7 separate regions of the Mus musculus genome follow, and regions 1, 2, 3, 4, 5 and 6 are each linked to region 7. A link is a contact called in public HiChIP or PLAC-seq and promoter capture Hi-C data. All regions are on one chromosome and are shown on one strand. Each heading gives the region's core, a stretch centred on a gene start, on an enhancer-like site or on the middle of the called end of the contact. The rest is flanking DNA. Distances are from core to core; before and after follow the strand shown.

Region 1 (4,167 bases), core at 57-2,556, 1.8 Mb before region 7:
GGCCACTCCTGGCCATGTCCCGGGTGCTCACAGCAGGATGGGTAGGGCTCTGAGGCCAGGAAAGTCCACCTTTGCCAAGCAGGCCTCTCCCTGCCAACACTCCCTAAGAGACACCAGACCCTAGCACCATGGCTCTAGACAGCACATCCTGGACTTATGACAGACCTATCACACGCAGGTTACAGTCCCAAGGCAGGTCTCTCTCACTTTCTATCTCAGTACAAGCAGCAAGGATGCTGCAGATGCAAGCAAGGAGACACTGCACCCTGACCAAGTGACCAAGTGACCTGCACCTATAGGACACAAAGAAGGCTGAAGGACTGCATTCAGGAACATAGTAAACTCTGGCATCAGGGAACGCCTAGTTAAGATGGCATCCACTACAGCCTAGGGAGGAATAGTACTGGGGAACCGAAGTATGTTAAGGAAAAGCAATGAAGGGTGTGTGTGTGTGTGTGTGTGTGTGTGTGTGTGTGTGTCTGCTCCCCTCAGACCCTGGGATGGATCACTAATGGCAGTACTGGCCAGGTCCTGATTCCCAGAAAGCTATGATCTGGAAAAGCCAACAATACTCAGCCGTGAAGGTCACAGCTGAATTATCAGGGTCAAGCAGAGTCACCTAATCCAGCCGCCAGGAAAGGAAGCCGATTAAGACTAGATGGCAGCAAGTTAGGACCAAAGAATTGGGCTCAGTACCCAAGGGCCTGCAAGATGCACCGCACCTTGTGGATCTCCTCCTGAAGTTCTTCCTCTGTCTGCTCCGCTTCTAAAAGGAAAAAGAATGCTATGTAGAATGGCTGTTGCGCTCGATTCAGACCGGCTGCAGGCTCAATACACACCGGCTGGGGGGCAGCATTTGGAGATAGATACCTGAGTAATCCACGATATGAGTGGGCACCTTCTCCGGGGTGACGTCGGCGGGGATGGTTATCTCCTCCGCGCGGGCAGGGACCTGCAACAGGTGGGTCAGTATTGAATGCGGAGCGGCTGCCCAGAGCCTGGCATCCGCCCTAAGTGCCCAGTCCGCCCCGCGCACCTCCTCGGGAAACTCCTCGCCGACCAGCGACAGGATCAGAGACGTCTTCCCCACCTGGGCTGCGCGGGGAGAGGGAACAGTAGTCAGGAGCACCGCCGAGGTCACGGCGACCCTACCGGTCTTCCCGCGGCCCCAGCGCACCTACCCTCGCCCAGCAGCAGGATGCGAACATCGCGCCGCATGGCTGCTGCCCGCAGCAGCACCCCAAACCCACCCCTCCCGGCCCGGCCCGGCCCAAGTAGACCCAATCCCAACCCCAACCCTCTCCTTCAACCCGCTCAGGCCCCCGCACTTCCTGTCTTCAGTACCGCCCTCACCCAAGCTTCCGGTCCCGCCCACACAGCACCAGCTAGTGGTTGGGCTAAGGCAAGGCGCCCGCGCCCGCCTGCCAGTAGAGTGTTCCTGACTCTGCAGGTGGTGCAAACAACTCAGACTCAACGGGCTCCTCGGGAGGAAAGGGTGAGCTCAGGCCAGAAGTGATGCAAAGACACAATTTATGGGACAATAAAACAATGTATCGCTATAATAAATGCCAGTGTTTATTTCCTTAAACTGTACAAAATAAAAACAATAAAACAACCTTCATGTGAAAAACAACCCAGTATGCCAAGTTTTGTGTAGGAGGGAGTGGTTCTGAGGGTCAAAACCACACTTCACAGATTCTAAGTCACTGCCACACCCTCAGCCTCCTTGAATCTTTTCAGATTTCACCCAAATTCCAAACAATGCAGTTCTGAAGCCTGTCCCAGCCATCCTGGCTCGGCATACAGCAATCCACAGTCTGGCTTTTCTGCCTATGTTCCTAGCAATAGCTCAGGGATCGGTGACTTCCCACACCAGGATCTCGTTGTGAGCAGCTGTGAAGAGCAGTCTGCCAGATGGAGTGAACCTACACAGGTGGACCGAGTCATCATGGCCTTCCAAGTCCTGGGCAGTCCCTGACGCACAGTCTAGGAGCCTCATCATGCACTCTGTGGGTAGATGACAGGGTGCTCTGAGTACTGACACCTTGCTGGGAACCTTGCTGAGGGGAGCAGGGCCATGACATCTACGCCCCCAAACCTGCTATGGCTGAGGACTGTCAAAGCTGCCCTCTCTATGTGTGTCGACCAGCACTCACCAGCAAAACCAACCACCATGAGCTGAGATCCTGGGGACAGGCTCAAAGACATGGCAAAGAAGGGCAGAGGTGTCTTCTGTATCACCTGTAGGAAAACAATATGACACTGAGGTCTCCTGCCAGGGACAAAGCCCAGGCTCCATGGCCTTCTAACCCTATGACACAGCCCTGGATGTCCACCTACAGAGCAGTGATCGCACAAACCTGCTTCTGACGGAGGCTGTAGAAGATGACCTCCTCATGTGCACCCAGGCCCACACACACCAGTATCGCCTTATCCCAAGGGCAGAAGGCAGCAAGAGAGGGGGGCAGGAGGCCTGGAGCCTGTGGAAAGCAGTATGTTGTGCTGGGTTGTGCAGACTCCAATCCCCACCCACATGACCGTGGAACTCTTACCTCTGAGACAGCAGGTGCAGGAAAGCTCAACCATTCCAGGAGTTCACAGCGGTCCCGGAGCCAGTCAGAGACCCAGATGCTGACACGTTGGTCCCCACTTGCAGCCAGCCACAGTTCTACACCCTCTACCCCTAGGTCTCCATACTGGGAGAAATGAGGGATGTGAGAATCTGCTGCCTGCCCACAGCACCCCAAACCCCTCCCCACCATCACCTGAGCTTGCCTTACTTCTTTGCTCGTGCTCTGGATAGCAGAAATTGGAGCACCCCGGTGGTCACTGAGCACACGGAAGGTCATTCCTGTGCAGGGGTGGCTTATAGCCACAAGTCCGTCCTTATCTCCAGATAGGATGGTCTGACCTGTGGCAGATGGAGACTATGATGCCATTATGTGAGCCCAACCCACAACCTGGAAGTGTGGTGCAGGCTAGCTGAGGTGGGCACGTGACTCTGTGGCCGCGTCTGCTCACCGTCGGTGGAGAAGGCGATGGCTGTCAGAGCGGTCCGGTGGGGGTGCATCTTGAGTTCCATTGCTGTACGAGAGATACTGAAGACTCGAAGTGTGCCATCGCTGTAGCCGGCCACCACCTGCTGCTGCTCTGGGAGTTCACAGGACGGGGGCGTCCACGCAAGGCAGAGACAGCTCTAGTGTTGCATGGAGGAGAAATCAGCATGGCCCCAGGAAGGAAGAGGACAGAGGGAGCCGAGCACATGACCGACACCCTCCCCCCCCCCACCAGATCTCCCAACCTACCTGGTTCAGCACCTGAAACTGGATCACCAGCTCCATGCTGGCCAAAGACCACACCCTCACGCTCCCATCCTCACCACAGGTGGCACAGTGAGACTCACCGGGGCTGAAGACCACCTCGTTTACCTGTGGGACCCCAGGACAGTTGAGGGGATGCCCATCTGGGCCTTTCCCACTCAGATCTCCAAGCCAGGCTGCCCACACGGGAACAACTGTCTTCTGCCCAAGCCCACTTGACCCAACCACCTCCGTGTGAGGTACATACTGCTCCTAGACTTAGGGATGAACCCGTCATAGGTAGGGCGTGGAAAACCCCGGGAAACACTGACAGAACCTAGAGTATATACTGTGACCTGGTGTCTCCAGCAGGCTACAGACTGAAAGAGAAAGCACGAGCCACTTGGATATCCCCACTGCTCAGAGCTCAAGTGGCTTTGTGGCTCTTTATTCAGACTGCTGAATGTCTTGATGGAGAAAATATGTGTACCTCGTGGGCACCACTGAGAATCAGGATTTTTGGAGGCAGGTGGCACAGATGCCATGAACCAGTAAAGTTCCGTGTAAACTGATGCATAATAGCTCTTGGAGAAAATCCAAGGCTAGGGTTGCTCAGGAGTCCTGGGTCCCATTGCCATCCTGGGCTCACGAGGTTCATATCACAGCCTATGGGCCTGGAATGCCTGTCCATCCTTAGTGCTGGGAAGCAGTCAGGGCTGCCAGCACAGCTAAGGGCTCAAGACCCAAACCTCTGTGCGCGGGAGGGCATACTGGCTATTTGAACAACAGGAAACTGGCCATAGGAAAGACAGAAGAACTGAGACACAGCCTGGATGAACCTAGAAATCTGATGGACAATGAAGGAAGC
Region 2 (4,355 bases), core at 507-3,006, 1.1 Mb after region 7:
TCACCCACTCCTTGTGCCTGGGACACTCCTGGCTCTGCAGGTGACCCAAGCAGCCACGCTCTGGGACGCGAGCGGGCTGTCAGCTCCCAGGCGGCAGCCAGAGCTCCGGACCGCTCCCGACCCAGGCTCACCTGGTTTCCGGTGGCCCGCAGGAGCGCAGACGCTGGGGACAGACTCGGCTCCAGCCTGGCTGGCGGCAGCGCTGCGGACGCGGAGGCCGGCAGTTCCGGAGCCGTTGCTGCAGAACCCGCGGGCGTTCCGGCTGTGCGGGTGACGGGCGAGGATGGCATCTGGGCCGAGGAGAAGGGGTCCCTGCTGCCCTCCACATACCCGGATCTTCTAGAAATAGCCACGAGAATAAGATTTCCCCTTTCTCCTGCTCGGTGTAGGCATGGGTGGATGTGGGTTCTTACGGGTCTAACTTTCCCCATTCACTTTTATTAGCTTTCTCGGCTTCTACGGAAGATTCCACTAGGTGGGAATGCAGGGTCGCATTGATCTTGTAGAGACTAGAACCAGGGCCTAAGAAAGCTCAACAGACTTACCTAAATGAGATGCGGTCAGAATGCTCGCCCTAGTAGTTCTCCATACTCTCAGAGGCATGAATTAAGTCTTTAATACCCACCCCCCAATTTTCTTTTAAATTTCTAAACTTTGGATGGCTCTAAAGGGCAAGAGTCGGTCTCAAACCCGAGTGATGGTTTTTGGGGTGTTGCACATACGGTCTCATCACTACACAGCAGAGGCTTGGTCTCCTGGTTTTTCCAAATGCTAGAATTACAGGATTTGTAAATACAAATAAACAAATAAATAAATAAACAAATAAATAAATAAGAAGGGTCCCCTGGTCTTTCCAAATGCTGGAATTACAGGTTGTGTATAAATAAATAAATAAGAGAAAGGTCTCTTGGTCTTTTCAAATGCTGGAATTACAGGTTCTGTACATATAAATAAATAGTATGAAAGGGTCTCCTGGTCTTTCTAAATGCTGGAATTACAGGCTGTGTAAATAGATATATATGTATGCATGTATATGAAGGGTTTTCTGGTCTTTCCAAATGCCGGAATTGCAGGTGGTGTAAATATAAATAAATAAATGAGAAGACCTTCCTGAAATGGAATGACCTACTTGCAGTGTGTGTGTGTACCTTCCCCTTCCAGTAGTGGGTATTGAACCCAGGGCCTTGCAAATGCTGGTCCCCAGCCTGGAAGTGGCCATTCATGATGTCTACCTCTGACCTCGTGCATTGGAACTCCCTGTGGGTCCCTGGAACCTCCTTCTGCCACTTCTGCCTGAAAACATGTAGGAGCGCCTGGAGGGAGAGCCTGGGCTTTGAGGCAAGACTAATATTTGCCTAGGGGGCAGGTTTCACCAGCATCCCGAGGTGAGCCACTTGTCCTTGAGCAGACCGGAATGCGACAGCTTTCTGGACAGGGCCTGTCTGTTCTTTCAAGTTGTTCTTGGAAATTGACGACTCTAGTGAGCAGGTTGCTCGGAGTTCAAAGATCATTTGGCTCTCTTCCCCGACGCTGTCACAGCGGCTTTCCGCCATGGCGCCAGGCATTCGCCCGTGCGACCACAGAGAGGCGCGCGCGCCCCGCGCTGCGGCCTCCACCCTTGGCGCCCCGGGGAGCCCAGTCCCCGAGAGTTCCTGCCTCGGCTCCCCAAGCCGCGTCCCTCTTCTCGCGAGATCTGCCGGCCCTGCGCGCTCTTCTCGCGACCCCCCGCCCCGTGGGCAGGTTCCATATTGGGTAAGATCTGGATTCAGAGCGGGGCCTCCTTGGAGCTGTTCTCGCGAGAGTTCCGCGAGAGGCTCCCGGCCGCTGCCTGTGGGATCGCCGCCACTGGAGCCCAAGCGGGGCGCTGAAGCGCGAGCGGGTGTCTTGCGGCGTCGGCGTGCGCTCCCTCCCCGGGGAGCGGCTGCAGGAGGACCGCGGCGGGAGCAGCCTCGAGCCGTGCAGCCGGCTCCGGCACCTTGCCGACGCTCGTAGGAGCCGCCGCGGCTGACAGGGGCGGCGGGTCGCAGCCTCCACACCTGCGCGGGTGGCGGGCGCGGGGTCCGGTCTGCCGCGGGCGGGCGCAGAGGAGAGCGTGCGGCTGCAGGCAGGAGCCCCCGCTCGGCCACCTCCTCGCCCCGCTGCTGCCGCTGGAAGATGTCGCAGGAGAGGCCCACGTTCTACCGGCAGGAGCTGAACAAGACCATCTGGGAGGTGCCCGAACGATACCAGAACCTGTCCCCGGTGGGCTCGGGCGCCTATGGCTCGGTGTGGTGAGTGTCGCCGGGCCTCGGGTTAGGGGTGGGGTGGGGGGACGCGGTGGAGCAAGCAGGGTGGCCCTGCATGCCTGAGGGCCAGGCCTGTCCCCACAGCTCAGCGATGCGCCCAGCGGCAGGAATTCTCCTCCGGGCGTGTCTGGGGGTGCAGGGGGCAGCTGGAGCGGGACGTGTCCTGCACCCCTCGCCCTGCATACGCAGGTCGGGGGCGAGCCGTGTGCGGGAGCGGGTCAGCTGCGGACGCGGTGGGATGCTTCTCTACCCTGCGCTCTCCCTGCTCCCAAGACTGGCCCTCCCGGGGGTCCTCTGCTGCAGCGCGGCCTCAGGACCCTGCCTCCGGGTACCGCCACTCGGGACGCGGGAGCCCTGCCCCGGGGAGCAGACGAGCTGGGCGGAGCTCCAGCGAGGAGCTGTAGGGCAAAGCCTGACCCGGGGACTGCGGTCACCTGAACGAAACTTGCAAGAGAAAGCGCTCCTTTCCCGGAATTTTTTTTTTTTTCCTTTTTTCTCCCCCTTTTCCCATTTTTGCAAGCCTCCATCGAAAAATCCTGTCTCAGGAAACGTTCCTTTGGGATTCGCACTTGAATTAGCAGCACCCCGAAGAGCTTAAAATACCGACTTTATCTCGGGGACCACGGTGCCAGCTTGCGTGGTGTGTTTCCGATTCGGTTGAAAGCGTATTTCCTTTTCGGGGAGGGAGGGTGGCAGCGCCTTGCAAGGACGCTCCAGCTCGCCGCTTAGTCACATACCACTGCTCATTTCAGTATTGTTTGACAAAACAGTTTTCCATACCGAGCAGAGGGGCGCCCCTCAAGATCAAGAAGGTAGGACTAGAGCTGGAGGTGTAGATAGCTTTTAATTGAAGTAATTCATGGGGGTGCTTTTCTTTTTTTTAAGTCCCTTAGAAGATTTGCGGAGTTTTATCAGCTTGTAAGTACCGAGGTACGTGGTGGTTTTCGGGAGATCCTGGAACATAGGAAACGATGCTTTTTAGCTTTCCTTAACACCGGGTGGGGGAGGGGGGTAGGAGTGGGGGGGGGCCTATTTTAGTTCCACTATGGCTCTCCCTGTCTTGCCTGGAACTCAACAAATTTTGTCTGCCAGCTCTGAGAATAAAGGCTTTTGCTACCATGCATGGCCCTGGGAGCAGGTTTCAGATTAAATTTCTACCATAAAACTTCCACTCCAGAAATGTTCTAAGGAACTTTGAAGGATTCACGCAGTATCTTTTACTATATCTTTTAGAGCTCCCTATCTGATAGTAATCTGATAGATTCAGTAGATGAGCCCTTCCTGTGTTTTAGTGACTTACATGCATTCATGGTTTCCGAAGGAGTCTGGGAAATGGTTTTTGTTTTGGAACAAATTCCAGGCTTCTGGATGTGCTAACCTTTAAGTATGAGTCCTGTGTTACTTAAAGTCATATCGTGAATTTCCTGTTTGGTAGAATCTTCTGGGTAATTGAGATTGTGCAATTGTGTCCAGCAACAGATCACATTGCATTTGCTGGCTCAAGCTGCTTAAGCTATGTTGCAGATGATACCAACTTGGACATCTTTCTCACGAGTCTACAGAATGGCAGTTTACACTTTAAAGGAAATGTCAATAATATCTCTCATGTATTTGTGATTGATCTGTTGCATCATTGTTTCTCTAATAGTTACCAGCTCCTTAAGTATCTCCATTCTTCGTTCCTAATTGGTACAGTACCAGGCGTTTGTTTCCATTTGAATGCTCAGGGAGTGAAGCTCAGGGGCTTCTGGGATGGTGAATTTGCAAGGTTTCCTGTGGACACCACTGTCCTGGCAGAAGAGCCAGCTTCACAGTGAAGTGCCACAGTGAAACCAACTCCACTTCCTCTAGTGCTGCTGTTTTCTGTGTAATATAATTGAGCACAACCTCACAATTAAATAGACTTCTACCAAACAGCTTCTTAAACATAGGTAGTGCTGGCCCAGTGATGGAACGCAGTGGGACAGCCCTGGCCTTGCCTGTGGGAGGCCCTGCATTCCAGCCCCAGCAGCAGTGCACCACACAAAGCAGGTTGCTTGAAATAAGGGCCCAAAAGGTATGCAGCAAAAA
Region 3 (3,900 bases), core at 60-2,559, 1.1 Mb before region 7:
GTAAGAACCATGAAGCAGGGCCGGGCGTGGTGGCGCACGCCTTTAATCCCAGCAGAGGGAGGTGGATTTCTGAGTTCGAGGCCAGCCTGGTCTACAAAGTGAGTTCCAGGACAACCAGAGCTATACAGAGAAACCCTGTCTCAAAAAAACCAAACAAAAAAAAAAAAAAAAAAAAAAAAAAAAAAAAAAAAAAAAAAAAAAGAACCATGAAGCAGAAACTGAAGCAGAGACCTGTGGAGGATGGAAGGCTGCTAATGGGCTCCACTGCTCATATGCAGTAGCTTTCTGATCCCAGGATCCCATCCTAGGAATGTTGCTACCCATAGAGGGCTGGGCCTTCCTACATCATTACTTAGGAACTAAGAAAACTTTACACACATACAAGCCCTTAGGCTAATGTAGTGGAGCCATTTCTTCAATCTCTTCCAGGTATGTCAGATTGACAACTAAGACCAGCCAATCACAAAAAGTTTAGAGTTCAGCTGCCTCCTCCTCTAGCCCAGCAAGTTGAGGGAGGTTTTCCTCTGTACTTCTGTGTTTCTGAGAATGGAGGCTCCTAGGGGCAATCAGCGGTATGTTACCATTTCTAACCGTGCAAACTCAGAGCCTCTGGATAACCCTGCAAGTTCCTGACTTCAGGTTGGTAGATGCTCAACGAGTACTGGTTGGCATCAATCCCGAAGAAAGATGATAGAAGTGGCTAGCTAAGCCCAACTCTAACAGGTGGAGAAGCTGTCACTAGATGCCAGGCTGTTCACTAAAGCAGGGCCCCAACTACCTCCTTTGATACCTATGAAAAGTTGAAAAGTGGGATTAACAGTTATACAGATAGAGAAAGGGGTGGTGGTGGATCTCGGGAGCCAGATGGCTTTTCCTAAGAAGCAAGGGATGGGTGGGAGGTGGGTGGACTTTCTCAATCTAGGACTGCGTTGCCCATCCCCCAGTTTTAACCTTCACCCAGAACTAGCACCAAGCATGGACCCGCAATTTGTAGCATTTTTCTCTGATCTTCACAACGCAATGGCTTTGTTTTACAAGCACAAAACCCACTGCCTGAGGCAGAGCGATTTGTCCTGAGGCCCCACTTACGCTAGGAAAAAAGATCAGAGGCCAAAAAGAACCAAAGCGGGAGTCTTGGAGACCTGGGCTTGGGTAGCATCCCACTCTCGGGCCTTCCCATTCAGCGGGCCCTCGGGCCCCTTTAATGGGGCGGCGGAAGGGGCGGCCGGTGGATGTGGCGGCGCCCAATGGGCTGCGTGGAGCGTCACTTCCCGGCGGCGGGAGGCGAGTGGCGAGTGTCGGGCAGGCTGGCGGGGGCGGGGCGGCCGAGGAGGCGTTGGCAGCGGGCTCGGACCCACGCGGCGCTGCGGCCCGCCTGGCCTGCAACGCTCCCACCGGCTCGGCGGCACGATGCCCTTTGACTTCAGGAGGTGAGTGAGGCCCCGGGCCCGAGGCCCTCTGCAGCCGGCGACGACCACCCCCCACCCCCCGTTACGTGCAAATGCGACCCTGGTGCACTGTGCACGCCTCGGCAGGCCCTAGGGGACCGCGGCCTTCCTCGGGGTTCGAGCCCTACCCCCACCCCTCGTGCAGCCCTGGCAAGCCCTCGCACTCTGTTTTCCACGGCGCGGTGTCCCCAGCTTGCCCCTGACATCTTTCATTCCCCTCCCCCAACCTGGGAACCAAATCTCCTCCCAAATCCCAAATAAAAGGAGCTCAGGCATCCTCAGGCTTTCTCCCCAGTCTTCCCTAGTGGACCCTGTCCTGGCTGACAGGTGGGGCCGCGCGCCTGGCTTTGCCCGGTGGGATCTGAGGGCTGCAGCCCCATTCAATCTGGCAGCAGTTGGAGAAGCTTAGTTCTTCAGAGCCTGAGAATCCTCTACCTACCAGATGTGGAGGCCTGTTCCCGCAAGCCATGGGGACAGTGCGGGAAGAGGAGGATGCTGGGATCTCGAGGTTCTGCAGAAGGTTCTTTGCCTCCTGGAACACCATTGTATAGGGCCAGGCCTTCTGGAAGCCTGCATGGGAAGGGCCTCCCCACCAGACATTCCCTTGACATAAGACGCTCTGAGATGCTCTGGGCTGTTGGGATACTTTGGAGCAAAAGGATTAGAAGCCTGGCTGTACCTCTCTACCCAGCTGCTTAGTAGATTCTCAATGTTAGAAGCAAAGGCTTAGGGTGCAGCCCCTCACCGCTCAGCTGGCTAACCCCAGCAGGTGTCTGGGCATGCTCAAAATATTGGTTTCACCTCTTGCAAATTGGTACTAAAAATAAGGTCACCACCTGAAAGACAGGGATTGTAAGGCACCCCTGACCCAGTCTCCATCACATGGAACTCAGAAGTAGGGCATCTGTGACTGAGGAGATCTGTGAGCGCTCCCCACAGCCAGAGAACGGGTATTCCTCCATTGGTCACAGTTTCCCCTCATCCTCCCCCTCTTACTGATGTGTATAGAGGCAGAACAGAGTGACAACCAATCTAAAAACGGCCCAAGATTCGGATCATGTGGTGGCATATGGGCAACCTGGGGTCAGGGCCCAGAGAGGACATTGGTTTCAGACCTCTTAACCAGCCAAAGTGGTTTTTAGCTCACTCTGGGCACTGGTACTATCTGGCAAACCAGCTTCCTGCTTGCTTGAGGTAGCCCCGGGGTCCATACCTGGGCTTAGACAAAAGCATACAGACCATGGTAGCTTTGAACCGAGAGGGCTTTGAGCCAGTTTTAGGGACACCCATTACCACAGTGTGCCCATGCAGAAAGAAGGGCAGTGGGCACATCCAGGCCCCCCCCTCAAACCTCCCAGGGCTGACCGGAAAGGGTCCCAACCCTCCTGTCCCCACACGGTTCTGCAAGTCCTAGGGATTTTGAGTTTGTTAAAGAAGTAACTGTTCTGGTTACTTCATCTTGTCAGTTCTCTGCCCCGCCTGCATGCCCCGCCTGCATGCTGGAAGGGCTGGGCAGATCTGGGCTCCAGTTGGAAGTTTGGGGGCTGGGGGCAGGTGAGATGAAAAAAAAAAAAAAAGGAAAACAGCTGGGGCCAGCTTTAGCCTTGTCAGGGCCTGCTTATTACTGACTAGTTTAAGGCATTGATATTTAAGGAGCACACCGCTCAACTTTCGGCTGCTACTGCCTTGGGGCTTTCTGGATGTGTCTCAGGCCCTGAGTGCCCGGGTGCCACAGGGTTCCCACTAATGCCAGTTGAGAAAGTCCTTGCTTGCTGGGGCTCACTGGAGACCAGTAAGAATGGATTCCCCACCGTTCGATCTCCTCACGCAGGGTGAGCTGTGGGTCCAGCCCATGTCTTTCTTCTCTTTCAGACGTTGACATAGCAGAGCTCTAGGACTCACTGTGAAGGAAGGCTCCGCCGTTCTACAGACCTTTACCACATACAGGGCCACTCATCGGCTTGCTGAGGGTTGTACCCAGTGTTTAGCCACCTGCCACTTGGACTATCATTAGGGGATGGGTGGCATATGGCACAACCCTGTGGAATTGCCAGAGGAGTGTTGCATGTGTGGGGGGGAGGGGGAACGTGTCACATGACTGGGTTCTAGGAGTAGCCACTATATAAGCAAACTTGACATCCATCCCTTTGTCACTGAAGAGAGTGAATGAGTCTTCCTTTTAAACCCTGGTGAGGGTGACCCCTCTGGCAAAAGCACTTTGCATGGATATAGATAAAGCTGGAGTCGGAGTTTGGCCTATTGGCATTGAAGCCTTAGCTCTGGGGCACAAGGGGAATCTTGAAAAGCCACCACTTTGTCAAACCTTTTAATAGTGGGGAGCACAGGGGGCGTACAGTGATTAGAACATCCCCATTTCCCACCAGTTCAAGACCAAGGGGAACCCAGCTTCCTAACTTGGGTGTGTTTTCCTGCCTAGGAAATGGGTATGATC
Region 4 (4,154 bases), core at 54-2,553, 1.2 Mb after region 7:
ACACACTCCTGTAAGGAAACCCAACTTCCATGCTTCACTCAACTGGTAAATTCTCAACTCTTAGGATGCTGAACACCTATACTTCAATGTAAATAAAAACACAAGGTTTGGGCCGTGAGAAATGTTTATTCTCTACTCTTTCAACTGTAGTACCCAGGTCCTGGATACCAGAGCCAATCGAGCAATTGAAAGTCTCACCAGCCGTTCGTGTAGAGGAAACGCTTTCAAAATATATCATTCATCTTCATCTTCGATAGCAGTTTATCCATATATCCTTTATAAGCATCATTAAGTATTGGTGCTTAAGATCTCTGTCACGAGGTAAGCTTTCAAATTTATAGGTACATGCGCTCGTGGAGGGGCAAAGGGACCTTTTCTTCTATTTATTTTTTCTTTTATTAGAACAAAAGGCAGCTTGAGTACACTTCAAAGTCTGGGAGTTGCTGTTTGACAGGCAGGCTGCCTTTGAGAAAGCCGTTCAGTGCATTAAATTAACCGACTCCTGGCCAAATCAAATTCAAGGGGAAAAGTATTTCCCATGCCTAGAGTGACAAACGGAATTACGAGGCACGCTTAAGCAGACTGTCAAACTTTTATGTTTACTTAAAAAAAAAAAAACTCCACACAGATGGAAAAGTCTGGTCCGTGGCAGCCTTGTGTGCCAGGAGAGGCTCACCTGTACACACACCACAGGCACGGGTCTTTCCCGGGCTGTCCGCACTGGGGGAGGGGATGGGTGGACATCGCTAGACCTTTGTCCCGGGGGCCTGGGGAGGGACGACTTTCTGGAGGCTTCGCAGCCACCTGCACTCTGGGAAGCCACACACAGTGTGGCCCTCCGGGGTCGTCCTGGGGCGAGCTTTGTGGGTGGGTGGGAGCATGGGCGTTCCCACCTCGGGGGCGGCGGGTGGCCCCACGCTCTGGCTGGGATGGGGTGAGCCACCGCTCCGTGGATTCAGAGTGGGAACCCCGACTAGATCAGCTCTGGGACAGGCCCAGGGTGAAGCGGCCCCGCCGCGTCCGCACCGCCACCGTGAGGCCGTGCCGGGGACGGTGCCCCGTGGAGGTGGCGCTGCCGCTTCGCGCTCATCTCCCCGCCCGTCTCCCCGCCGCCGCTGCCGCCGCGCCGGGCTGGGCTCGGGCGGGGGCATCCGCTCCGGTCTCCCCGCGCTTTCGCGCTCCCGCTTCGCGTGCGGCGGCTCGATCCGGGGAGGGAGTGAGGGAAGGGGTGGAGGTGGCGGGGGGAGGCCGAGGGGCGGATCCTGCCTGGGGGCTGATCCCTCCCTCCCCTCGGCCGGGCTCCGTGGCGGGCGGCAGCGGTGGTGGCGGCGGTGGCTCCATTCCCCCTCCTCCCCCGGGAGAGGCGGCCGGGCCCGGGGAGACGGAGCGGAGGGCCGGAGCGGGAGGAGGCCGCGCTCCCTCAGCCGGGCCGCGCACGGAGCTGCTCGCTCGCCCGGCCCGCTCGCCCGGCCGCTCACCCGGCCGGCCGCGCTCGCGCTCAGGGGGCCCCCGAAGCTAGGGGCCCGGCCGGCGGCTGAGGTAAAATGGGGGCGGCGGCGGCGGGGCCGGAGCGAGCGGGGGCGGCGGGGGCCGGCGGGGAGCGAGCGCTGCGCGCGAGGGGGCGGCCGGGGCGCACAGGGGTGTCCCGATGGGGCGTGGGGGTGACGCGCGACCTCTCCCCCGGAGCGAGGGCGGCGACGAGGCCGGGAAAAGCGCGCGGAAGGGAGCTGCAAAGCGAGGACCCCCTCCCGCACCCGCCATCTTGTTTCTCCCCGGTCCTGGCAGCCAAACGGCTAAGCCCCGCCCTCCCCGTGCTCCCCTATTGGCCTGGCTAGACCAGAGTCCCGCCTTCAGGGGCCGCCCTCGGCGCACGGGTTCCCCCTTGACGGGCAGGTTGGGCGGCCAATAAGTGCTTGCATCTCCGCGTCCTCCCCCCCCCTCCCCACCCCTCCGCCGTTCGCTGGCGCTCGCTTTCTCTGTGAGGGTCGGACTCTGCGTCTATCTGTGGTGCGCCTACCCTCTGGGTTGTTTTTTTTAGGGGGAGATATTTCTCTTTTTTCTCCTTCGGGGGGTGTCGTGAAGATTCCACTGGAAGAGGAGTCCCTTTAAAGGGACAGAGACCTTGTCTGGAGTCTTACCTGGTCTCATGAGTCCCTTGTGTGGCGTGCAGGGCGGGTTCCGTCCAATTGTTGAAACTCCTCATTCGGGGGCCAGGGTGAGGTGGTCGAGTTGGGGATCCCGGGTCGCTAAGAACGTCTCTGAAGGGGGCTGTTGGGGGTACTCGGCAGTGTGTGTATGGGAAGAGTTGTGTACGTGAGGAAACTCCCGCCAAAAAAAAAATACCAACCCTGGTCTAGTTGTTAGCTCCTTGTAGGCGAAACTCTTGGTTTCCCCTGGCAGTAGCCCAGCTGGGTCCCATGGGTTTGCCCCCTGTGATCGCATCGCGGGAGCCCCGAATGGGGATGGAGACGACTTCTGAGACTACAGGATGGGGTTCTTGTAGATTCTTCAAAATCGATACTGAAGTGTGTGTTTCCTCTCCAGAGGCTGCTTGCCTTTGGAGAATTGGGGAATGGAATCTGTTGGCTGGGACTACTTTTGAGACCTTGAGGTTGGTACGGGATCTCGTGCCCTCAGGGCTTCGGGTTGAACAGAAGTGCGGTAAAGGTCCTTTAGCTCCAAATGGTGGTGTATGCCTGCCTCAGGTTGCTCCACAGCCAGGTTAACTTAAGTCACACCTTGGGACTGAGAGGCCTTTACACTGTGGTTGTCAATGGTGACTTATTGATCATCCTTAAGAAGTAGATATTTCTGCCCTTGCTTTTATTACATTTTTATTTTTTTTAAATTTTATGTGCCTGGGCATGTTGCCTGATATATGCCGGGTTCCCCAAGAATTCAGAAGAGGGCTTCCAATACCCTGGAACTGGAGTTACTGGAGTTGTGATCCACAGTGTGGGTGCTAGGCATCCTCTTAAATGCTGTTATTTTTCCAGCATGCATATATATATATAATTATTATTATTAAACAATATGTGTATTGGTGTTTTGCCTAGGAATTGAACCTGGGTCCTCTGGAAGAACAGCCAGTGCTCTCAACTGTGCTGAGCCATCTCTCCTATGAACATTTTACATTTTTAGAGGGTCTCGCTATGTGCGTTGCTAGTCTGAAATACTATATAGATCTGCTTGGCCTCAAATTCCACAGAGAAGGCAGTACTTAAGAATAGCGCCTCTGCCTCCAGAGTACTGGGCTGGAAAGTGTGCTAGTACACCCCACCCCACACTGTTTTATTGATGCACTGTGGAGGCAGAGAAATTCAAAGCTTTGTCCAGGTTACACAGGAGCAGGATTAGAACCTAGGTTGGTGCAGAACATCCTCTCTCTAGAGCTCTCCGAGACTCTTGGTGTTTGTAGCCTCTCAGCTTGCTAGGAGATCTGGATTCACACATTTTTCTGAGCTTCTGTTTTCTCGTGGCTGAAATGGAGATGATGTCTGCACAGTCTCTTGAGGTAGTTGTGAGAAAGATTAAAAAGAAAAGGCCATTGTAGTTTGTTAAAGTATGCTGAGTATAGCCATCCTATCTTAGGTCTTCCTGGTGAGGATGGCCTTGGTAACTGCCTGCAGCTGCTCCTTAGGGGCAGAGAATGCTGGGGGAAGCACCCTGGGTAGATTAGATACAAGTATCAAGGGAGAGAGATTTCTGTGGTAATTGTAGGTGGAGAATTCGCCTCAGATAACCCCCCAATCAACTTGTCCTTGAGTTCAATGAAGACCTTAGACAGACTACTTAAAATTTAAAAGATTTCTTAGAGGCATTCCCAGCTTGCAAGGTTTGTGGTTGGAAATGCCCCAAGTAGTATTGCAGTTATCTTAAGTACTGCCTTCTGCCGGAAGTACCTAGCATATTATATTATTTATAGTCTGAAGCATTTCAGATGTCTTTACTTTGGACAGGGCCAAGAGATAGGGCTTCTAGCCATGAGATGTCTCTGGAGATGTTTTAGATCTGTGATTTTGTTTATTTATTTATTTATTTATTTATTTAGATAACAGGTTCTCACTCTGTATCCCTGCCTGGCCTGGAATTCACTCACTGAAGTAAGCACACCTACCTGTTTCCACCTCCCAAGTGCTAGGATTAAAGGCGTG
Region 5 (3,722 bases), core at 498-2,997, 1.6 Mb before region 7:
AGAATGTGGAAGGAGACCAAAAAATGCTTGTGGTTTGGAGACTTAGAACTCTGTCTATCCCTCTCCTGTCAATGGATGACGGACAGCCTCAGTTTCCACATCTGTAAAATGGGCCTTACAAGTTTTGCCTTAAGGCCTGGACAATGTACAACAGGGGCCAGGAAAGCTTGGGAGTAGACAAAGCCTGGATCCAAGGATGGGCCACAATGGAACCCTTTACCCACAGAGGACTAACCTAGGCTTCTACATAGATATGGAGTTAGGGCCACTCTCAGACACTATGGCCAGCAGAGATTTTGATAACTCCATTGCAGTTAAGTTGTACAGTTTCTGAGCCTTGGATCCAGCAGGGTTCAAGTCTTCCTCCATGGAGGTCAATGACCTGTCTACCAGTCAGACAGCTCTAGACATTCTTAGATGTTAGAAAAGAAATGGGTGCATCTCTGTGGAGCAGAAGGACCTCAAAGGAAACAGAATCTACTACCCCATGGAGGCAAGCTACTGTTCAGCAAGACACAATTGCCCTAGACTGCAGAACTGTGGTCCTGAGCGCATCCCTGACAGCTAGACTCTGGAAGCAGGGAGAAACTCAAGAGGCAAGCTCCACATCTGTGACTTGCAGTTCTCCAGACTGGGAAAGGGGAAATTGCCACTGGAGGGGTAATCTCACAGTTTCTTACTGAGTAGCAGTTCTTCCTGATTTATTGCTGAACTGCAGGGTCAGCAGCAAACACTCAGGTAGGCTCTCAGGTTCTCCTGAAACTCAGGAGGTATCTATCCTGTTTTCGAGGCTAGGTGTTTCGCGGTCCTGTTTCAGTATCTGTACTCAGGGACCCTAAGAGCCAGCCTAGCAAGGACCATCTGGCCACACAACAGGGTTCCCAAATCAGACGTGGAAGGGCCCCTTTTTCAGAAAACAAAAAGAAAATCCCGCAGCTGTCAAGGGGCTGCTCTGTAACTTTCTCGGCCTGCTGACAGGCCCGCAAAAACAGAAGTGTGGGATGAGGGGGCACACAGGACGCTTTACTCTTGCTGCCGCCCCAGGCAGCTGCAGGTTTCTGCAGACAGTGCCCCCACGACCTATACCTTCGTACAGTGGGCCAACGCTTAGCCCCGGACAAGAGGGCACTCAAGGACAGGCAGGCACCGAGGGTCGCCTGCGTCTGAGGTTCCTAGGCTGGCCTCGAGTGACCCACACCTCCGGCGCGCTTCCCCCTCCCCTTCCCGCTCACCACAAGCCAGGCTACTGCTCCCAGGACAAACATGGAGCATCCCGGCTGATGCCCTGAGGCCGAGCTCTACGAGTCCTAGGCCGTCTGGCCGGCCGCCTACCGTGGAACTCACCTTAGCGAGCCGGCGGCGCCTCCTCAGCGCTCGCGATCGGTCTAGGCGGGCGCGGCCCTAGTGCCGGCCCTCAGTCGGTTGACCCACAACTTCGACCGGAGGGCACCAAGGGCCCCTTCGCGCCAGCCGCGATGCTCCGCCGGCTTAGCGCGTTTTGGCCGCGAAGATCCGTCTCGGCCCGGCAACCTTACAAACGCCTCCGTAGCTAGCGCCCGCCGTCCCGCCCGGCCTACCCGCTACGCCTTACGCTGCTTCCGTAGCGTGGCGCCCAGCCGGGGCCCGAGGCTACAGCGCGTCAGGGGCGCACGCGGCACTGGGAACCCGGAGCCGGGACTACGGCTCCCACAGGGCAGAGCGACGCGGCTCAAGGCACGCCGGGAATTGTAGTCCATGAATGGTCCTACCCTCTACTCTTTCCCTGAGATTTCGCCCTCCCAACGTGACCGGAGACGCTCAGTTCACGGATGCAGTTGGTACTCCCAAGCTAGTTTGATGTGGCGCGCTGGATCCGGGAAGAGAACGGACTACAGCTCCCAGGATCCCCTTAAGATGGGCTTTGGGCTCCGGTAGGCGTCCACGGGGTTCGAGTGTTACTGCGCCAGGGGAGATGTCGGGAGTCTGGGTCGTGATTTTGTACAAGGTCTGAACCGGTTGTCTGCTGCGTTGGGGCAGTAGGTGGTACAGTCCAACCTAGCTGCCTTGGCTGCTTTCTACCTCTTCCAGCGACTTCTGGTTTCTTTCCCAACGGTCTGAAGCAGCAACCGTGCTGGCACTGCTCCTTCCGAGGTTACTCCATCTGAGGTCTGTGTTTACTCGAGTGCTAGATAGGCACGTCACTTTTTCTAGAGAAACACTGGCATCTGAGGCAGTCCTTTGAGTTATGTTCACAAGAGCCCCCAAGCTATTTCCCATTAGAGCCCTTTGGCTCCCCCGAATTAACTTAATTCCAGCCACTTGTCCTCTGCAACTGAAAGCTAACTAAGAATCAGGCTGCTAGCCGGGCGTTGTGGCCCACGCCTTTAATCCCAGCACTCGGGAGGCAGAGGCAGGCAGATTTCTGAGTTCGAAGCCAGTCTGGTCTACAAAGTGAGTTCCAGGACAGCCAGGGCTATACAGAGAAACCCTGTCTCAAAAAACAAAACAAACCAAACCAAAAACCAACCAAAAACCAAAAACCAAAAACAAAAAACAAAAAAAAACATAGCACATAGCAAAAGGACACCCGGCACTCTGAATGTTGTGTGAGAGATTGGGTACTATTTGCCCCCGGACCCAGAAAACCTGAGTCTGGCTCAGTAGAGACTACAGATAATGTTTCTGGGAAATCATTCATGCTCCAGAAGCTAGAAAGCTAAAGACTGGCCATTGAATTCAGGATGCTGTGGGGACACCTATGCCTGAATGGGGAAGACACCAAATTTTGGCAAGAGGAGAGGAGCAGAGGCTGTCTTCCTGAGCCCCCTGACAGTGGTGAAGTCACTGCTCATTCATCAGTAGGTGATACCCATGATCAGGAGAATGGCCAAGCTGGATCCAGGACAGTATCTCTGGTCACTACGGGTCATCACTAGTGCAATGATGTATCACTGCACTAAGTAAGATGATCACACAGCAGGTAAAGCTGGATCATCCCAGGTTGGCTGAGCCCTGATCTATGCTAGTGTAGTATGGGCCAGAAGACAGACACCCTGTTGAGTGCACAGACCACAGGACACCCTGCAGAGGTCAAGAAGGGCAGAGAGAGCTTTGCAGGGACAGAAGCCATAGATCAACCACCCTGACTCTTGAGCAGATGGGACCCAACACTATTCCTCATAGTTTTGGGGCCACAGCTACAAAGGTATAGTTGCTTAGGTATAGTTGCATAGTTGCTAAGGAGACTGAGGCAGGAGGGTCATGAGTTCAAAGTTGACCTGGGCTAGAAAGTTCAAGGTTTTGTCTCAAAAAGTAGAGGGGTGGGTCAAGATGGTGCACTCCTTTAATCACAGCTCTTGCACTTGGGAGGCAGAGGCAGGCAGATCTCTCCAAGTTTTGAGGCCGAATCACATAAGACCCTGTCTCAATAAACAAAACACAAAGGTACACTTATAAAGGTGCATACTGCAGCCACAGTGCAGCTAGTGCTTGCCTAGCACGCGTGAAAACCTAGGTTTAGTAAGACTCAGAAGCTATTACAGAGTCAAGGTCCCCATTGGGTGAACACCCAGAAAGCTTTAGACAGGACTGGCAGGTTAGTCAGGTCTAAAACTTGGGTCTAAATTTCTCTTGATTTCCACAAGTGACATATACACACACAAGTCAGAACACCAACCTCATGGAAAATGTAAGTGGAGGTTCCCGGCTAAAATTCCTGTCACGCTCTGGGCTTCTTCTAAGAT
Region 6 (4,181 bases), core at 1,566-4,065, 1.4 Mb before region 7:
CCAGAAACGTAAGAGCACACAATTGTCCTTGCTTCCCCATCCCCCATCATGCCCCGCCCCCCAAGGACAAAGCAGAGTGAGTGGTAGCTGGCAGAAAATAGACTGAGGCACGAACTGAATACATGTCCTTAATGTGGTCATCAGCCTCTCTCGGGAGAGCTATTTACTAGCACATGTGTTCATAAACACATTAGAAAAACCTTACAGGATCAGGTGACTTTAAATGCCAATTGTAAACACAGGATGTCAGTTAGATGACAACACCTATTACCATGCTTTTCTCTGGAAGATTAGTTCTTTCTTTCTTTCTCTCTCTCTTTCTTTAAAAGATTTACTTATTTCATTTATATGTAAGTACACTGTTGCTCTCCTCAGACACCCCAGAAGAGGGCATCAGATCCCATTACAGATGGTTGTGAGACACCATGTGGTTGCTGGGAATTGAACTCAGGACCTCTGGAATAGCAGTCAGTGAGCCATCTCGCCAGTCCTAGTTCCATTTTCTTTTTCTTTCTTTTTTTTTTTTTTTTTTTTGGTTTTTGGCTTTTTGAGACAGGGTTTCTCTGTATAGCCCTGGCTGTCCTGGAACTCACTTTGTAGACCAGGCTGGCCTTGAACTCAGAAATCCACCTGCCTCTGCCTCCCGAGTGCTGGGATTAAAGACGTGTGCCACCACACCCAGCTACCTAGTTCCATTTTCTACAGGGAAGTCTGCTCTTCCAAGTGTCCAACGTCATGCTGGGGTGCTGAATGCTTCCCTTCCCTGGGAAAAGCCCCAGTCATTCTCACAAAGCTAAAGCTCATGTGAATGCGATGTGGAAACTTGTGCTGTAATTACAGGGAGTAGGCACCCTTCCCCCACAGGCATGGTCAGTAGCAGGATTTTAAAATATAATCACAAGGGGCTGGCAAGCTGGTTCACAGGTTCAGTCCCCAGCACTCACGCGGTGGCTCACAACCATCTGTAACTCCAGTTCTGGAGGATCCAACACCCTGTTCTAACCTCCATGGGCACCAGGCATTCCCATGGTGTGTGCATACACACTCTCTCTCTCTCTCTCTCACTCACTCACATTCTCTCTCTTCTCTCTCTCTCTTTTCCAGGCAACAGAGTTATACACATAAATTCTAGAAAAAAAACATAACATTCACAAGCTGGACTTGGTAGCATATATCTGAGACCCTAGTACTTGAAAGAGCAAAGAGGCTCACCTCTGGTTTGAGGCCAGCCTGGTCTATACCATGAGTTCCAGGCCAGCCAGGGATAAAAGCAAAATTTGTCTCAAAAAACTCCATTCCCAAAAGAGAGTTGGGGAGCTGGGGAGGTGAGGAGCTGGGGTGCTAGGTCGGTTAGTAGGGTTCTGGGATGGTGACACAAAATTCCACCACTGGAAGACTTGTGACAAGAGGATTCTCTGGAACCCATATAGAGGAGGGAGAGCCCCTACAGGTCACTGTCCTTGACACACTACACCTACACTCACTCTTGCATGCACACACTCATTTCATAAGCTCTGCTGTACCCACCTCCTATGTACCTAGTAATACAAAAAGAATGTGGAGGGGGGAGTTAGACTTTGCAAACTGGGTCATAATGACAGTGGTTTCTATCACTCCCTATCGCCCCACTTCCCTTACAGATAACTCTTCTGAGGGAAGGCAGATACCAACAGAAAACAATGAGGACTCCTGCCACTGGTCTTTTGAGTCCACTATCTTGGATTTGGATCCCCCAACTTGGCGAGAGTTACTGGGCCATCATCACCCAGGTAGACTGATTCCCTACCCACAGAAAGTGTTGACTAATAAAGGTTGTTTTATTTTGTGCATTTGGGGAAGACCGCATATTGTAGCCCAGGCTTATCTCAAACTCCAAATTCATATGTCTCAGCCTCAACTTCTGGGATTACAGAAATCCACCACCACACCTAGGATAAAGATTGCTAGGATAAACCAATAAACTTCTTGTTTGTTATAAAGCAACATATAAGGAATACAAGGAGGCAATGGAAGGAGTAAGAAAAAACGCCAGTACAGAGAAGAAACAGACAGCTCGGTGTAATGAGGCAGGAAGATTGCTTCCAGTTCAAGGCAGCAGGAGGCGGTGGTGGCCTTAAAAGAACATTAGAACTGTGAGGGTGGAATATGAAGACAACCCCATCACCAACCACTCCTGACCGTACCCACCTCACTGCCTTGGGCCTGAACTTGAAGAACATGAACTGATTCTCACTGATACTAAACACACGGGGCCCAAAGAGCGTTAGGATTTAAGGAACATGTCCACCGGAGCACAAAGTTCCTCTGGTAGGTCAACCCCTGTCGCTCCGGGTCACCACAGCGCCCTCCAGGGAACAGACACGACGGAGCAGAGATTTGTTTGGCCAAGTTGAGCACGCTTGAGGGTGCCAGGCCCTGTGCACTGCTACTCTGGGAGCTCAGGCGGGGCCGACCTTAGCTGTGAGCTGCAAGTGGAGGCGGGACCCGCTCCTGGCCCCCACTAGCTCCGGGCGATCGAACGCAGACGGCTTTGGCCGGAACCAGCTCGCGCGTTAAGAGTTACCTAGTCCGATCCTGACCTGCTCTCGGACCTGTCCGCGAGATCCTGCTCCTCAGCAAGTGGTACAGGACTGGCGAGGCTGGCTCAACTGCGGTCCCTGGAATCCGGGATCCACATCCCCAAGGTTCCCGGGAGGACAGCGGCTGAACAGGAGTACAGACTACGCCGGACAGCAGCGCCCCTCCCCGGCGCACCCCGGTCCGCCCGGCCCCGAGGGCAGCGTGCCACGCCCCCACTGGGCCCACCCAGGAGGCCCGCCCCGCAGTAGGCCCCGCCCCAGAGAGGCTGTGACCCCCCCCCTTAGTTCGGCCCACCTGAACTGTGCGTCACTTCCTGCCAGCGGAAGGGGCGTACCACAGCGATTCCGTTCTGTTGACTGAGTCGGTTGCTTAGCAACACGGCCACTGTGTCCAGTGTTGCCCTTTTCGAGCAGAGAGCCTGTTTGTGCAGGAGCATTTTGGCATGATAATGCTGTGATGGCTTAGGCCTGGTGTTCCCATACTAACCCCAGGAATCCATGAATGGAGACAAGACAGAAGGCCCATGCTAAGGCTTCTTTTTTCTAGCCTGCGTATCTTTCCGATCACTTACTGGCCACGGTATTTTCTTTCCTCAGTGCACACGCAGGCACATAGAGACACACACTACGACAGAAAGGGAAGATCAGAGGACAGTTTTGTAGAGCTGGTTCACTTTCGCCTTTATGTGGGTTCTTGGGATCGAACTTAGGTTACAGGCTTGCACAATAGCTTGGCAAGGACTTTTACTCTCTGAGTAGGCATAAATTTTTTGCAACCTACTTTTTTTTTTTTTTTTTGGTTTTTCGAGACAGGGTTTCTCTGTGTAGCCCTGGTTGTCCTGGAGCTCACTTTGTAGACCAGGCTGGCCTCGAATCAGAAATCTGCCTGTCTCTGCCTCTCCAGTGCTGAGATTAAAGGCGTGTGCCACCATGCCCGGCTGCAACCTACTCTTAATAAGGGTCCAACCTCTCCTCTAGCCTACAACCCAGCAGAGGCAGTGGAAGAGAAAAGTTATTAGGATATGGGTGAAATGGACCGGTTCAGCAATAATTCTTTAGGGGTGAGCTAGATCTTCTTGGGCAGCAGTTCAGTCCCATAGCAAACACCAAGTACAATTCAGCAGCTGCAGACCAGTCCTCTAGGGGGGCAGACACCAGACACTAACCACCAGCTGCAGTCCAGTCCTCTAGGGGGGCAGACACCAGACACTAACCAGCAGCTTCAGTCCAGTCCTTTCAGCAAGCAGACACCAGGCAGCTGTAGTTAAATCCTGAAGAAACTTCTAGATTTGCCAACCAGCCTGATGTGAGGCCGCAGAAGCTGCAAGCTGCCATAGGAACCTCACAAGCAGTTCTTTGGATAATTTCTCTCAATGGCAGTGTTACCACAAGGTGAGCTCAACAATGCTATGTAAGGCGAACAAATACATGCGTGTCTTTAGCAAAGAATAGCAAGGCAGAGCAAACCAAATCTCAGTGCTCCTCTCCCACTGTCTGTGGGGTCACATTTATACTCCTTTATCAAGAGTCCTTACACGTGTCTGCTATATCCAACAAGCATCCTTTCACTTGTGTCTGCTTCAGGAAAACAGTCTTTTATGT
Region 7 (4,113 bases), core at 375-2,874:
CAGTGAGGCATGTCATTATGCTAATTCCTTTTCCTCCCGCTAACAGCCCAGATCCCATCTGACTTCCCATATGATAATGAAGAAAACAAAGCTTCTAGAACAGCCTTCACCATAGACAGTTTTACCTCACGTATTCCAAAGCCAGCGCATCATTTAAAACTTGACCTTGCTTACTTACAAAGCGCGTCTTTCGGGGACCTTTGGTAATGAAGGAAAGTAACAAAGTATACATTTCCAAAACTCCTGTTTTGCAATCCCTCAACAGCACAAAGAATGCTTTCACGGATTTTCTTCAGGCCGTCATTTCATTTAAATTCCCCCTCCTCCTCCTCCTCTTCCTCCTCCTGAGTATCTACCGGACAGTGATTCCTGGTAGTCCATCCTCCCTTTCATCAGAGCCTTTCATAACTAACGGGTCAAGTTCCTGTCGCCCATTTCAACACGATGCACCGTACTGCAGGCTTGCCACCCCAGCCCACCGCCGAGGGCCGGGATAAAACATACTCAGTTTCACTGCCCTTCATTGTTTTCAAGCGAACTGCCATCTTACCACCATGCACACACACGACAGCAATGTGTCCCCACAGGCATTTTATGAATTTCCAAAGCAGCTATTCTTTGTGGATTTACAAACCACGCGCCTTTCATGAATCTCGCTTCATCACCACAGAAACGGCTTTGTGAAGCCGAAAAAAAAATTTTTTTTTAAGTTCCTTAAGGAAAAAGGAACAAGACTCTAAAACGTTCTATTATCCTAGCTTACCCTACGACTCATCCTATTGGGCACAGCAGAGAAACGTCGGGACAGAGATCTTCATAAATACAGCTTTTGATGGTCGTGAAGTGTTCCGGTCAATATGAATAACAACCTCGACGACAACCGTGTCCAGTGCCCTTTCTTTTCAGGCTCCAACCATACGGACTCAGCAGCTCAACGTTAGAATCGAACGGCTGGCCCCGGCTTGTCGCTGCCAGTGCTCGCCCGCAGCCACCTCCCCTCGGCCAGCAGCAACCCTGCGGGGAGGGAGGGAGGGAGGGAGCGGCCCTCCGCTCCGCCACAAAGGCCGGCCTGCGCCCCATGCACGTGTGCCGAGCGCCGAGCTGCCTAGCCACTGCCCCGGGCGAACGGCGGCCAACCCCCGACGGCCCGCCGCGGGATGGCATCCCGCTGCCCCGGGCCCTCTCCACTCCGCTCCCCACCCCCCCTTCTCCCCAGGAAACCCCGTCGGGCGCCGCCGACCCCCGGCAGGGCGCCTCACCTCCTCCTCGCTCTCGCTGCGGAAGCACAGGCACGCGGCCCGCTTCTTGTAGCCGTCGCCGTCGTAGGTGCGGGTCTGGTTCGACTTGAGCTTCATCATCCTCCGGGCCCGGGTGGGGGGTGCCGTGCGGGGCCTCGGAGTCCAGGGAAGGGGAGCCTGCTGCAGGCGGGCGGCCGCGCGCGCGCGCGCCCCAGGCTCGATCGAGAGGGCGGGGAGGAGGGTCTGTGTGTCCGCTACACGGCTCCGCGGCGGGACAGCCTCATTGCCCCCGGCCCAGGCCCTGCGCCGCCGTCACGGCCGCCGTCGCCACCGCCACCGCCCCCTCTACCGCCGCCGCCCCCGACGACGACCGCGCCGCCATTTTGGACGCGCTGCGTCAGCTGCGTAAGGCACGCGGGCTCGCCGGACGGCCGCGCGTGCGCAGCGCGGACGGCGTTCCGGAATCGCGCCCGGCGCGGGAGAGCGTCTGCACTGAAGGCCGCGGAAGCTGGCGCGGCTGCTACGCAGACAGCGTAGGGCTGGGGATGGCGGAAGCCGGGTGAGGCGCGGCGCGTGGGCACCACCCGCGACCCCACGGTCCCGGGCGCCGCTGGGCAGAGAGCAGGGGCCCGCCCAAGGTCACCGGCTGAGCGGCCCAGCCCGATCCAAGGTCGCGCCGCTCAGATGACAGGGAGAGTGACAGCGCCGCTCTGCTGTCCCTCGCCGCAGACTGTCAACCTTAGCTGCTGGGGATCAGGAGTGGGGCGGGGCGGGGCTGCTCTTTGCGGTCAGTTGGTAGCTGTCTGGACATATGTGCGTCCTGCAGCCATTTGTGCAAAAAAGGCAAAAGCTGCCACTTGCCTGGCGACATGCTTGAGGGACTGGGTTCGAACCTCAGCACTGCAAAAAAGAAAATAAAAAAGGAAGGAAAGAAAAGAGAGAACGCCATCCTCTTAAACAGGAGCAGAAAGGGAGAGACTGTAAGAGTGTGCACAGCACACGTACGTAAATCATGAAATATGGTTTCTGGCCGTGACTATAACACTGGGATGACCCTCTTAGAGGACGTGAAAGTGGGCTACAGCGTTCCTGCAACAAAACGGGCACCATTACCGTGTGCTAAACGTTTAGAAAATTCTGTCAAGATATTCAAGATTTATAAATAAATCCCAAAGCGCACAGCGTACGTTTGTGGGGACAGGTGTGTGCGCCATGATTGCTTCTGTGAGGTCAGAGGGCAACTTAAACGAATCCATTTTCTCCCACCACAGAGGACCAGGAGACTGAATTTAAGTGGTCAGGCCTGGCTGCAAATGACCTTTCTGGGATATCTGACGGGTCCCCGTTACCTGTTTTAATCATCTTGTATGTAGTATACTTCATTAATAATCTAGAGGGGCCCAAGAGATGTGTCAGTTTAAAAGGGCACTGGCCATGGAGCCTGACCACCTGAGCTAGATCCCTGGCACACATAGCGAAAGGAGAGAACCAACTCCCACAAGCTTCACCGCTACATGTGCTCTATGACATATGTGTCCACACATATTCTAACTTCTTTAAAAACTAAATGAAGGGGCTGGAGGGATGGCTCAGTGATTAAGAACACTGGCTGTTCTTCCAGAGGACCCTGATTCAATTCCCAGTATATGGTAGTTCACATGGTACCATACAGAGTAGCTCACAACTGTCTGTTGGCTCCTTCACACAGATATATATACAGCCAAAACACCAATAAAGTAAAAATGTAAAAAGTCTGGCTGAAAAGGTGCCTCAGGGATAGGAGCGCCTGAAAATGTCCAAGTGTCCAGGAAGCAGAAAGCACTGGGCGTTATCAGTAATAGCTAAATACAATTTAAAACTGAAATTTGCCTAGTTTGTATGAAACTCTAGATTCCAAATTAACTAGGCAATGGCAGTAATCCAAGCACTGTGGAGACAGAGGCAGGAAAATCAAGAATTCAAGGCCATCTGTGGTTACACAGCAAGTTTGAGGTTAGCCTAGGCTACATGAAACCCCGTCCCAAAGGGGCTCAGCAGTTAAGAACACTTACTAGTCTTGAAGAAGATCCCAGTCTGGTCCTTAGTACCCATATGAGGTGGCTCCCCACCACCTGTAACTCCAGTCTCAACACCTGGATTCTGTAGGCACTGCACACAGACAGACATAACAAACTAGAATTATGCCTATTGATGCTTCTTGTGGATACTCTTCAGAATTTGAGAGTCCCATTTGATTTATAGCTTCCATAAATGTTGCTTTACCCAGGACCCTTCTTAGTCCCTTGCTGAGCCTGGTGTAACCTTGGTGGGGACAAAGTGACAGGGTTCCTGCCCCTGGGACAGGGCCCCGGTGTGAGCCTTCATGAATGTCAATGACTGCTGTGGACTTAAGGCTTATCTGTGTAATAACATGCATATTTTCTGGAACCAGTACTAGCAGTGGAAGACTCTTTCCTTCCAAGGGATGTCCTCCCTGCTAACGTTAATGACTCCATGATAATTAGAAACAGCACAAGCCCGGGAGTTGAGGGTGTGGCTATGTCTTAACAAAATAGTAAACAGTGGGGCCTTCAGGACAGCCCTTAAGGCTACGGGAAAGAGCTCTAAATACAAGACTTAAAAATATATAATTTCTCAACTATGCAAAGGGAATTACATGAGGAGCCTCACGAATCTAAAGGAACAAAAGCAGCTACACTCTAAGCCAACTGGGTAAAAAAATTACTAAGGAAGGAGATAAAGAGATTTAGGGAGTGGTAACCAAAGGAGATCCCACCCAACTAAGTTTTTTGTTCATGCTTACAAAGGCAGATGGATTCCTGAGTTCAGGGTGAGTCTAGGACTGAGCAAAGTTATGCCTTGGTATGGTGGAAAT

What was found. Promoter capture Hi-C pulls out the DNA fragments that hold promoters and counts their contacts. HiChIP or PLAC-seq counts read pairs in DNA pulled down with a chosen protein or histone mark. Capture Hi-C pulls out chosen DNA fragments and counts their contacts.
Region 1: a promoter capture Hi-C map of liver shows a contact between it and region 7, with 2.4 times the contacts expected there. The contact joins the promoter of Rhot2 here to the promoter of Nudt3 in region 7. A contact is called at or near these places in 1 of 39 promoter capture datasets (pre-B cells), 2 of 115 datasets of contacts at active chromatin or transcription factors (embryonic stem cells and pancreatic cancer cells) and 2 of 9 other capture datasets (liver and pancreatic islet).
Region 2: a promoter capture Hi-C map of adipose tissue shows a contact between it and region 7, with 2.1 times the contacts expected there. The contact joins the promoter of Mapk14 here to the promoter of Nudt3 in region 7. A contact is called at or near these places in 1 of 115 datasets of contacts at active chromatin or transcription factors (embryonic forebrain) and 1 of 9 other capture datasets (adipose tissue).
Region 3: a contact with region 7 is called in a promoter capture Hi-C map of pre-B cells, with 4 times the contacts expected there. The contact joins the promoter of Ergic1 here to the promoter of Nudt3 in region 7. A contact is called at or near these places in 1 of 39 promoter capture datasets (pre-B cells) and 1 of 115 datasets of contacts at active chromatin or transcription factors (astrocytes).
Region 4: a promoter capture Hi-C map of pre-B cells shows a contact between it and region 7, with 2.9 times the contacts expected there. The contact joins the promoter of Brpf3 here to the promoter of Nudt3 in region 7. A contact is called at or near these places in 2 of 39 promoter capture datasets (liver and pre-B cells).
Region 5: a contact with region 7 is called in a promoter capture Hi-C map of pre-B cells, with 2.0 times the contacts expected there. The contact joins the promoter of Capn15 here to the promoter of Nudt3 in region 7. A contact is called at or near these places in 2 of 39 promoter capture datasets (pre-B cells and second pharyngeal arch cranial neural crest), 1 of 484 Hi-C or Micro-C datasets (CD4 T cells), 1 of 115 datasets of contacts at active chromatin or transcription factors (astrocytes) and 2 of 9 other capture datasets (adipose tissue and liver).
Region 6: a FOXA1 HiChIP or PLAC-seq map of pancreatic cancer cells shows a contact between it and region 7. The contact joins the promoter of Fam234a here to the promoter of Nudt3 in region 7. A contact is called at or near these places in 2 of 115 datasets of contacts at active chromatin or transcription factors (astrocytes and pancreatic cancer cells) and 2 of 9 other capture datasets (adipose tissue and liver).

The regions. Positions count from the first base shown.
Region 1 is chr17:25,843,219-25,847,385 of GRCm38.p6, forward strand. Rhot2 (ras homolog family member T2) reads right to left here and starts at 1,307. Exons shown (of 19, transcript NM_145999.3): 1 at 1,182-1,307; 2 at 1,037-1,095; 3 at 871-952; 4 at 723-766. The coding sequence starts at 1,218. Wdr90 (WD repeat domain 90) reads right to left here. Exons shown (of 41, transcript NM_001163766.1): 35 at 3,306-3,428; 36 at 3,022-3,196; 37 at 2,781-2,911; 38 at 2,553-2,696; 39 at 2,361-2,480; 40 at 2,157-2,241; 41 at 1,516-2,007. The coding sequence ends at 1,850.
Region 2 is chr17:28,689,586-28,693,940 of GRCm38.p6, forward strand. It overlaps Mapk14 (mitogen-activated protein kinase 14), which reads left to right and starts at 1,757. Exons shown (of 12, transcript NM_011951.3): 1 at 1,757-2,270. The coding sequence starts at 2,155. Slc26a8 (solute carrier family 26, member 8) reads right to left here and starts at 402. Exons shown (of 20, transcript NM_001290320.1): 1 at 132-402.
Region 3 is chr17:26,560,203-26,564,102 of GRCm38.p6, forward strand. It overlaps Ergic1 (endoplasmic reticulum-golgi intermediate compartment (ERGIC) 1), which reads left to right and starts at 1,310. Exons shown (of 10, transcript NM_026170.3): 1 at 1,310-1,430. The coding sequence starts at 1,411. It overlaps 1700049J03Rik (a long non-coding RNA gene), which reads right to left. Exons shown (of 4, transcript XR_001782188.2): 1 at 1,888-3,900.
Region 4 is chr17:28,799,823-28,803,976 of GRCm38.p6, forward strand. It overlaps Brpf3 (bromodomain and PHD finger containing, 3), which reads left to right and starts at 1,304. Exons shown (of 13, transcript NM_001081315.1): 1 at 1,304-1,539. It overlaps Gm35883 (a long non-coding RNA gene), which reads right to left. Exons shown (of 4, transcript XR_003952337.1): 3 at 4,118-4,154; 4 at 3,069-3,508.
Region 5 is chr17:25,984,127-25,987,848 of GRCm38.p6, forward strand. It overlaps Capn15 (calpain 15), which reads right to left and starts at 1,748. Exons shown (of 12, transcript NM_001347334.1): 1 at 1,345-1,748. It overlaps 1700022N22Rik (RIKEN cDNA 1700022N22 gene), which reads left to right and starts at 1,704. Exons shown (of 2, transcript NR_166913.2): 1 at 1,704-1,910.
Region 6 is chr17:26,241,427-26,245,607 of GRCm38.p6, forward strand. Fam234a (family with sequence similarity 234, member A) reads right to left here and starts at 2,816. Exons shown (of 13, transcript NM_001206335.1): 1 at 2,580-2,816.
Region 7 is chr17:27,621,828-27,625,940 of GRCm38.p6, forward strand. It overlaps Nudt3 (nudix (nucleotide diphosphate linked moiety X)-type motif 3), which reads right to left and starts at 1,625. Exons shown (of 5, transcript NM_019837.2): 1 at 1,260-1,625. The coding sequence starts at 1,358.